Regions from separate parts of the Mus musculus genome. Here region 2 is linked to region 1. The links are chromatin contacts, called in public ChIA-PET maps. All regions are on one chromosome and are shown on one strand. The core of a region is the stretch at or near the end of the contact, and the rest is flanking DNA. Distances in the headings are between cores, read along the strand shown. Region 1 overlaps Fli1 (Friend leukemia integration 1). Region 2 overlaps Gm27162 (predicted gene 27162).

Evidence for each region. ChIA-PET counts read pairs in DNA pulled down with a chosen protein or histone mark.
Region 2: a contact with region 1 is called in an RNA polymerase II ChIA-PET map of effector CD8 T cells, with 19 read pairs. The contact joins two enhancer-like sites. A contact is called at or near these places in 4 of 484 Hi-C or Micro-C datasets (CD4 T cells, CD8 T cells, Th1 cells and 1 more) and 4 of 115 datasets of contacts at active chromatin or transcription factors (effector CD8 T cells, large pre-B cells, regulatory T cells and 1 more).

Annotation. Positions count from the first base shown.
Region 1 is chr9:32,505,353-32,508,524 of GRCm38.p6, forward strand. All of the region lies in intron 1 of Fli1 (Friend leukemia integration 1), which reads right to left. Among named protein-coding and RNA genes, the nearest start is that of Fli1, 35 kb to the right of the region's middle. Within about 2 kb of position 1,834, at least 134 of the 459 cell types and tissues checked have an H3K27ac peak or open chromatin away from gene starts, as enhancers often do. A contact at or near this core is called in CD8 T cells, Th1 cells, effector CD8 T cells and 1 more, where this site is marked.
Region 2 is chr9:32,905,064-32,908,320 of GRCm38.p6, forward strand. Gm27162 (predicted gene 27162) reads right to left here. Exons shown (of 4, transcript NR_131058.1): 4 at 1-1,979. Among named protein-coding and RNA genes, the nearest start is that of Gm27162, 22 kb to the right of the region's middle. Within about 2 kb of position 1,533, at least 56 of the 459 cell types and tissues checked have an H3K27ac peak or open chromatin away from gene starts, as enhancers often do. A contact at or near this core is called in CD8 T cells, Th1 cells, effector CD8 T cells and 1 more, where this site is marked.

The DNA.
Region 1 (3,172 bases), core at 584-3,083:
GGATAAGCTGTATGTTCCCATAAGGAATATTTTGCAGTTAAGTGTGGCAATGGCAAAATTGTGTGCAGAGCACTTTCTGATACAGCACCACATAATAAATGAGACTTCTAAAATTCTCATCTCCTCCTACTCTGAAAAGGCACAGGATGCATGTTGGGAAAATAAGTGAGCGAGCGAGCTCTTAGCACAAACATTTGGGAGGATAAGACTGAAACTTTTCCCAGCTTCTGAGTTCTGCTGAGATGCCAAGCTCTTCCTAAGAGCCCGATTTGCAGCGCAGAGGCGAGTGCCTCTATTTGAGCACTTTAAGAAAAAGTGTGGGGCAGTCGTGAGAAGCAGATGGCTCAGTGGGTAAAGTGCTTGCTGTGAAAGCATGGGGACATGCATTTAGAACCCCAGTGCCCACATAAAAGCCAGCAGTGGTGGTGACTACCTGTGTGGGGCTGGATAGCAGGCAAGCTTCAAGTTCAGTGTGAGACCTTGGCTCACAAGGTGGAGCATGATAAAGGTAAGATTCCCAAAGCTAACCTCCAACACACACACACACACACACACACACACACACACACACACACAAACACACACACACACACACACACACGAGTGCATCTGCACAAGTGTGCATCCACTACACAGATACACAGACACACACACACAAAGAAAACAAACAAAATGGTAAAGACCTCTATCCAGTGTGCTTTGTACCTGGTACAAGAAAGCCAAAAACAGTAAAAGAGGACCCAGGATTTTCTGAGCCTTGTGTGCAGGTTGGACCCTCTGGATGGCCCTGCATCTTCCACAGCAAGTTTGTATATCCCGCTAGCTTCCACCCTGGTCTCTTTCTTTGCCTTCCCCACTTATATACTGAGTCCCAAAGCCATTGTTCGTTCTCACTTCTGAAAGCTAAGCACACAGTGGCAGGCCCCAAGGCCTGCGGCTGTGTGTGCCTGAGATTAAGATTTTTATCTGCTCTCTGACAATGTGCAGAGGAAATCCTGTTCCTAAACTCAGGGCCGTGAGAGGAGCGCGGCCAGCAGTTCTTCCCTCCCACCTGGGAGAGAGATCAGGACACCTGACCTGCCAGGAACATGGGCTCATTGTTTATACATAGAAAAAGCTCTTTTCCGGTCTCAGTTAATCAACTCCTCTCCTACATTTTTTTCTTTGAGCCGCAGAGCATAACAGTCTCTTGGCAGAGCTGGGTTGGGGTCTTAATGTACTAGCAGATAAGGTCCCCACGGAGGAAATGCGAACTACTGTCTAGTAAGATTTAGGAAAGAGCTTTTCCACTCTCCGTGAACCAGGAGGTTCACAGGCAGCCATATCCTCACTGCATGGACCCAGTGTGGCTCTCAAGCACTAGGAGAAGACTCCGTGCTAAAGGGCGGGTTCTCTGGTGGTCAGAGATGAGGTTGTGGGAAGCTGTAGGCTCTTCTCTTTCCCTTTATCCCTAGGGCTTAGTGGGCAGCTACTCTCACAGACAAGCTCCGGGTGACAATTAGGGGACTAGTAGAAGGTCCCTATTTTGTATGTATGGCTTGTCATATTCCTGGCTAACGTAGGCAATGCAGGCGTGCTTGGTAGTTGGAGATGCCTGTTGCTACAGGAGGACACTGAGGACACACGCTCTTTCCCGGACTTGAAGGAAGATATCCTAAGACAGAACTGCCTGGGTGTCTACCCCCAACTCTGCTTTTCCTATCGCTCCTTTCACTGCAGAGCTGGAGTGGATCTGGATCATCTGCAAATCTGCCAGGATGCCCAGGGCTATGAGCAAGAAGAAGAAGGTGTAGAACTTGCTGGGGGCAGGTGCTTACTCCCACAGAAGCACTGCGGTTATAGAAGAAATGACGTGAGCAAAATATCAGTGTTAACTCTCAGAAAACTGCCCAGCAGCAGCAGAGGTGGGGTGGGGTGGGGAGGAGGATGGGGAGAGAAAGGAGAGAGAGGAGAGGGAGGGGAGAGAGAGGGGAGAGAGAACACCGTCTCTAGAAGTGACCTGCCTGAGACCTTGCCCTCTGGCCTCAGTACCTTCATCTTTACAAGGGAACACACAGAGGACTGCTGAGACCTCTGTCTCCAGCATCCCGCCCCCTGAATTAGAATTGTCATTGAACTGATGAAGTCATACTCTCCCTGCTGTAGCGGTAAGGGGAAGCTGGGAGTGTGAAGCCTTGGCCACCTCACCTCCAGGTGCAGGTGTGGCTGAGTTGTCGCTGCCTCATTCGCAGGGGCAAGAGAAAGAGCAGCAACAGTATTTCTGTGGAGGAAGTGTGTTGGTAAACCCCAAGACGCCAGAGTATGCACTTGGGCCTGCCCTGATTCATCTTAAAGCTGAGCTCTGACGAAGGCTCATGGGAGGACCACTTTTCTGTTTTGTCTTGTTTTGTTTCAGCTCATGGGGAAAATGGACTTGCTCATCAGTCTGGAACTGGACAGAGAGGAAGTGGCTCCTGGGTGGGAAGCTATACTTCTGCCGAGCACAGGACAGAGGAGAAAGTAGGAATGCCTCCCCTCCCTTCCCCTTCAACTCCTCCGGACAGGAATAAGGCAAGAAAGCCTGGCCTGAAGAACAGGAGCCCACCCTGCTGTGAGAGGAGCTTCAGCCAGCTTCAGGGATGGGGGTATGGATGCAGGGGTGTGCGAGAGCTGAGAAAGCATCTCTTCCTAGCTCCACAGTCAGAAACATCATCCTGGTAGCCTGGCATCAGCCTCAGAGCAACCATTTGCACCATGGAAATAGGTGAACACTACACAAATCCAGACGGTAGGTTGTTCCACGTTTATCAGCACACGTGTGGCTGGAAATTTCTGCTTCTCATTAACTCCATTCAGCGTTGAGCCATTCACTAAATCTTGGTAGTGAGGGCTCAGTCTGCAGCAGACTAGCCTCAGAGGCTGATATTTAGCTCTACAGACAAGCATCAATTAGATCCAGCCTTTGAGCTGTGTGCAGATCTGGGCTGACTTCATCACAGGAACACATGGAGACGGAGACCGATTGGCTGAGCTCAGGATCTAGGCACCCCCAAGCTACACTTTCCCTTTTGAGAACTTGAAGCCGTTTCCCCTAGCTGTCATTCTGGCCTGTGAGCAGTAGACCTTGTTTTCCCAACCACTCGAACACTCAGGAGCCCTTCTTTATCAGGTAAGGAACTAAACACTTTGTGTC
Region 2 (3,257 bases), core at 283-2,782, 400 kb after region 1:
TATAATAGGGACGACAAAAGAATTGGGAACATTAGCAGGAGGATCCTTTAAAACTTCCAGGCTGGTGGCCATCAGGAAGTGATGCTTACTAAAAACCCAGACAAAGAGCAGTGTTTGAAGGAGGAGCTGGCCTTGTGGGCAGGACTCAGTCATAGTCACCCTACAGGGAAGAAATAAGGTAAAACTAACAACATACTCTTGTCTCCCCTTAACCTCCTGCTAAATCAGCTAGCAGGCAGAGAGGAGGGAGCTCGGTAGTTCATGCTCCCAAGCTCATTCTCCTTGGGCATGAGTATGGGTGGGAAAAAAATTAGTCATGAGGGGCATAGAGGAGATATGTCAGTAACAGGATTTGCGTATGCTCCTAAGAGGACCTAGAAGCTGCCATGACTCTCGGGTTTGGGCATGGGACCAAGTCTTGAGGAAAGGAATATAAGACAATATATAGAATGTCAGAACAATGTATTTTGTTGATTATGGAATCTGTTTTTGAAGTATGTATAAGCAAGTCATGTCTGACTTCTAGAAGGGATATATATATATATATATATATATATATATATATATATATATATATATATATATATATATATATATATATATATATATATATCTTGTTTCTCTGAGACAACTAAGCCAGTTGTTCCAGTTTGTGTAGGTGGGACATGAAGCCATGTTAGCAGATGAGGTTAGGAGGGCAATGGGACAATTTGAAAAGATGATCAATGTTCTTCTCCAGTTTGTTATAGATAACAAAGAAATCATCATTACCCTGAAGAAGTAGCTTTGGGGATCCAATTTCCGCTAAGCTCTGTCTTTTCCTGTATGCCAGGAGTCTTGTTATATATCTCTATCTCTATCTCTATCTCTATCTCTATCTCTATCTCTATCTCTATCTCTATCTCTATCTCTATCTCTATCTCTATCTCTATCTATCTCTATCTCCTATATCTATATCTATTTAATAAGGGGGTCTCTGGGCTCCTGCAGTCAAGTTATTGATGCCTGGTGAGTAGATTTTACAGCTTGAAAGTTACACATCTGAGCTGTTCTGCCGGGCTTCAGAATCGAACCTCTGCCAGTGACCTTTTGTCTTAAAGCTTCCTTACCTTTCTGGGATCCAGTTCTTTGGCCATGCCCTACCTCACAGGGTGTTTTTAAGAATAAATGAGATAATGTCTATGAACCCCCTGGAGAGGAAGCATTGCTCGAGATAAGCTCACCCTCTGGTATTTTTAGCTGAAGAGTGTTGGTTGTCCAGGATATGCCATTTAGCAATTCCTGGAGCCTTGAAAAGGAAACAGAAAGGATGGCTGGGGGCAGGGAATTGGTATACTCAACAATATTGTTTTTTCGAGAAATCCCTCCTGCCCCAAGTGTTAGAATATACGTCAAAGGAAACAAACACCATTTGTAGATAATACAGGAAGATGACAGGTTTGCTTGCTTGCAACTGTGACGACGTGAGGCTAGTGGGCTCTGTCTTGACTGCTCTTTCACTCTTCAAGGGCAGAGGTCCACGGGACAACTACTCCACTGATAATGAAACAACCCTAAAGCGACTCTTGCTTCTGTAAAGAATGGCAGGAAACATCTTCACCACCCGTGACTTCTCCAGAAAGTAAAGGGTTTAAGGAGGGGGTGTACTTCCTGTCCTGATTCCAAATGTGGTTCTCAGTCTTTACAGAGGTAGGGGAACTAATATGCTGACCTAACACAAGCAAGCCTGCAGAACAACAATAGGGACCAGTGTGCCCTCCAATCCATATCTGCTTCATAAGCAAAAAGAGTTCCAAAAGGACTAACAGGAATTCGGCTTTGATAACTTGATTGGAGAAAATGTCTTACCCGAGTTCACCCAAGTGCTTCATCAATGTTCTTTGTTTCCATTCTGCAGTGTTAATCTCTCAACCTCATGGTACCTAGCTGAACAGGCTTCTCTGTGGGAAGTCAATAAGGCTTGTTTAATTCTCTCCAGGCTGAAAAATTAAGATTAGCATTTTATAAGCTCCACATAACTTTTCTTGAAGCTAGTATTTAGATATTATTGATGCATTTCCATACACAAGTCCTGGCAGATATCTAAGAGTGTATACTAATAGTCACATCTGGATTCAAATTCTGCCTCCACTGGAGGAGAAGCATAGCATTTGGGAACTACTTTAAACATTTCCAGTTCAGCTTCTTTATTTATAATTTGGAGAACCTGATGTCCACCATTGTATTGTTATGAAAATTCAATGATTTAGAGTAGACAAAAATTAAACAGCTGTGCTGTTCCACTCAGAAACTAAAACTGAGGGCTGGGGAGATGGGCCTAGTTGGTCAAGTGCTTGCTGTGCAAAAATAAGGACTAGAGTCCAACCTACCAGAACCCACCACGTAAGAACGCTGAACACAAGGTGCACTGCAGGAACCCCAGCAGTGATCTGGGGCTCTGTGTGCAGAGACAGGACTATCTGTTGGGCTTACTAGCAGCTATGACTAGCCAAATCGGTAAGTGCCAACCAAGCTCATCAGAAGTATCTGGTCTCAAATCAAAAGGAAAAACAAAACTAAAACAATGTACACACACATACAAATGTTAAAATAAAAAAGAAAAGTGACACACTGTCTAAGTATGACGGGATTCTTAAACTGCTTTGCTGTGAGCAGACAAGTTGATTCTGAGTGAGCTAAATTGGAAAAGACCAATTTGCCTCCATCTTGGTTACCATGTTAGTTCTAAACTCATAAAACTTGGGCATCAAGGCTCCATAAGGAGACACTGCTAATGACAGAATACATTTTGGCCAGCTTGTGCAGAAGTTCATGTCACAGTCCCCAAAAAGTCTCATGTTGAGGGTTCACCATTCTAGCACTTGCTTGAAAGTAAAGGACTGGAAGAAATGCAGTGGGAAGCTTCTAATCACGAGAAATCCTAACATCATAGCTTAACCAAGAACTCATTTCTTTCAGATTTTAAACAGGAAACTGGGAACTGATTCAATCAAGTGCAAGCCCTCACAGCCTGCTGAAGGTAGAGCCAGATAGAGCCTGACTCTCTTCATTCAAGGTGTCTGGACTTTAGCTAACCCTCCCTTTGAATTTTCAGTCTCCTCCATGCTTTCTTGCCTGAGCCTCATTCTTTTTTGAGTTCTTTCTCCCGAAAGGGTTAGTGAGTGAGGAAAATGCTCATAAAACACTTGCATCCTGACAGGACAACTGCATGTCTGACATGGGACTCTGTCTCTCAGTCATAAGGTTTGTGTCTGAAT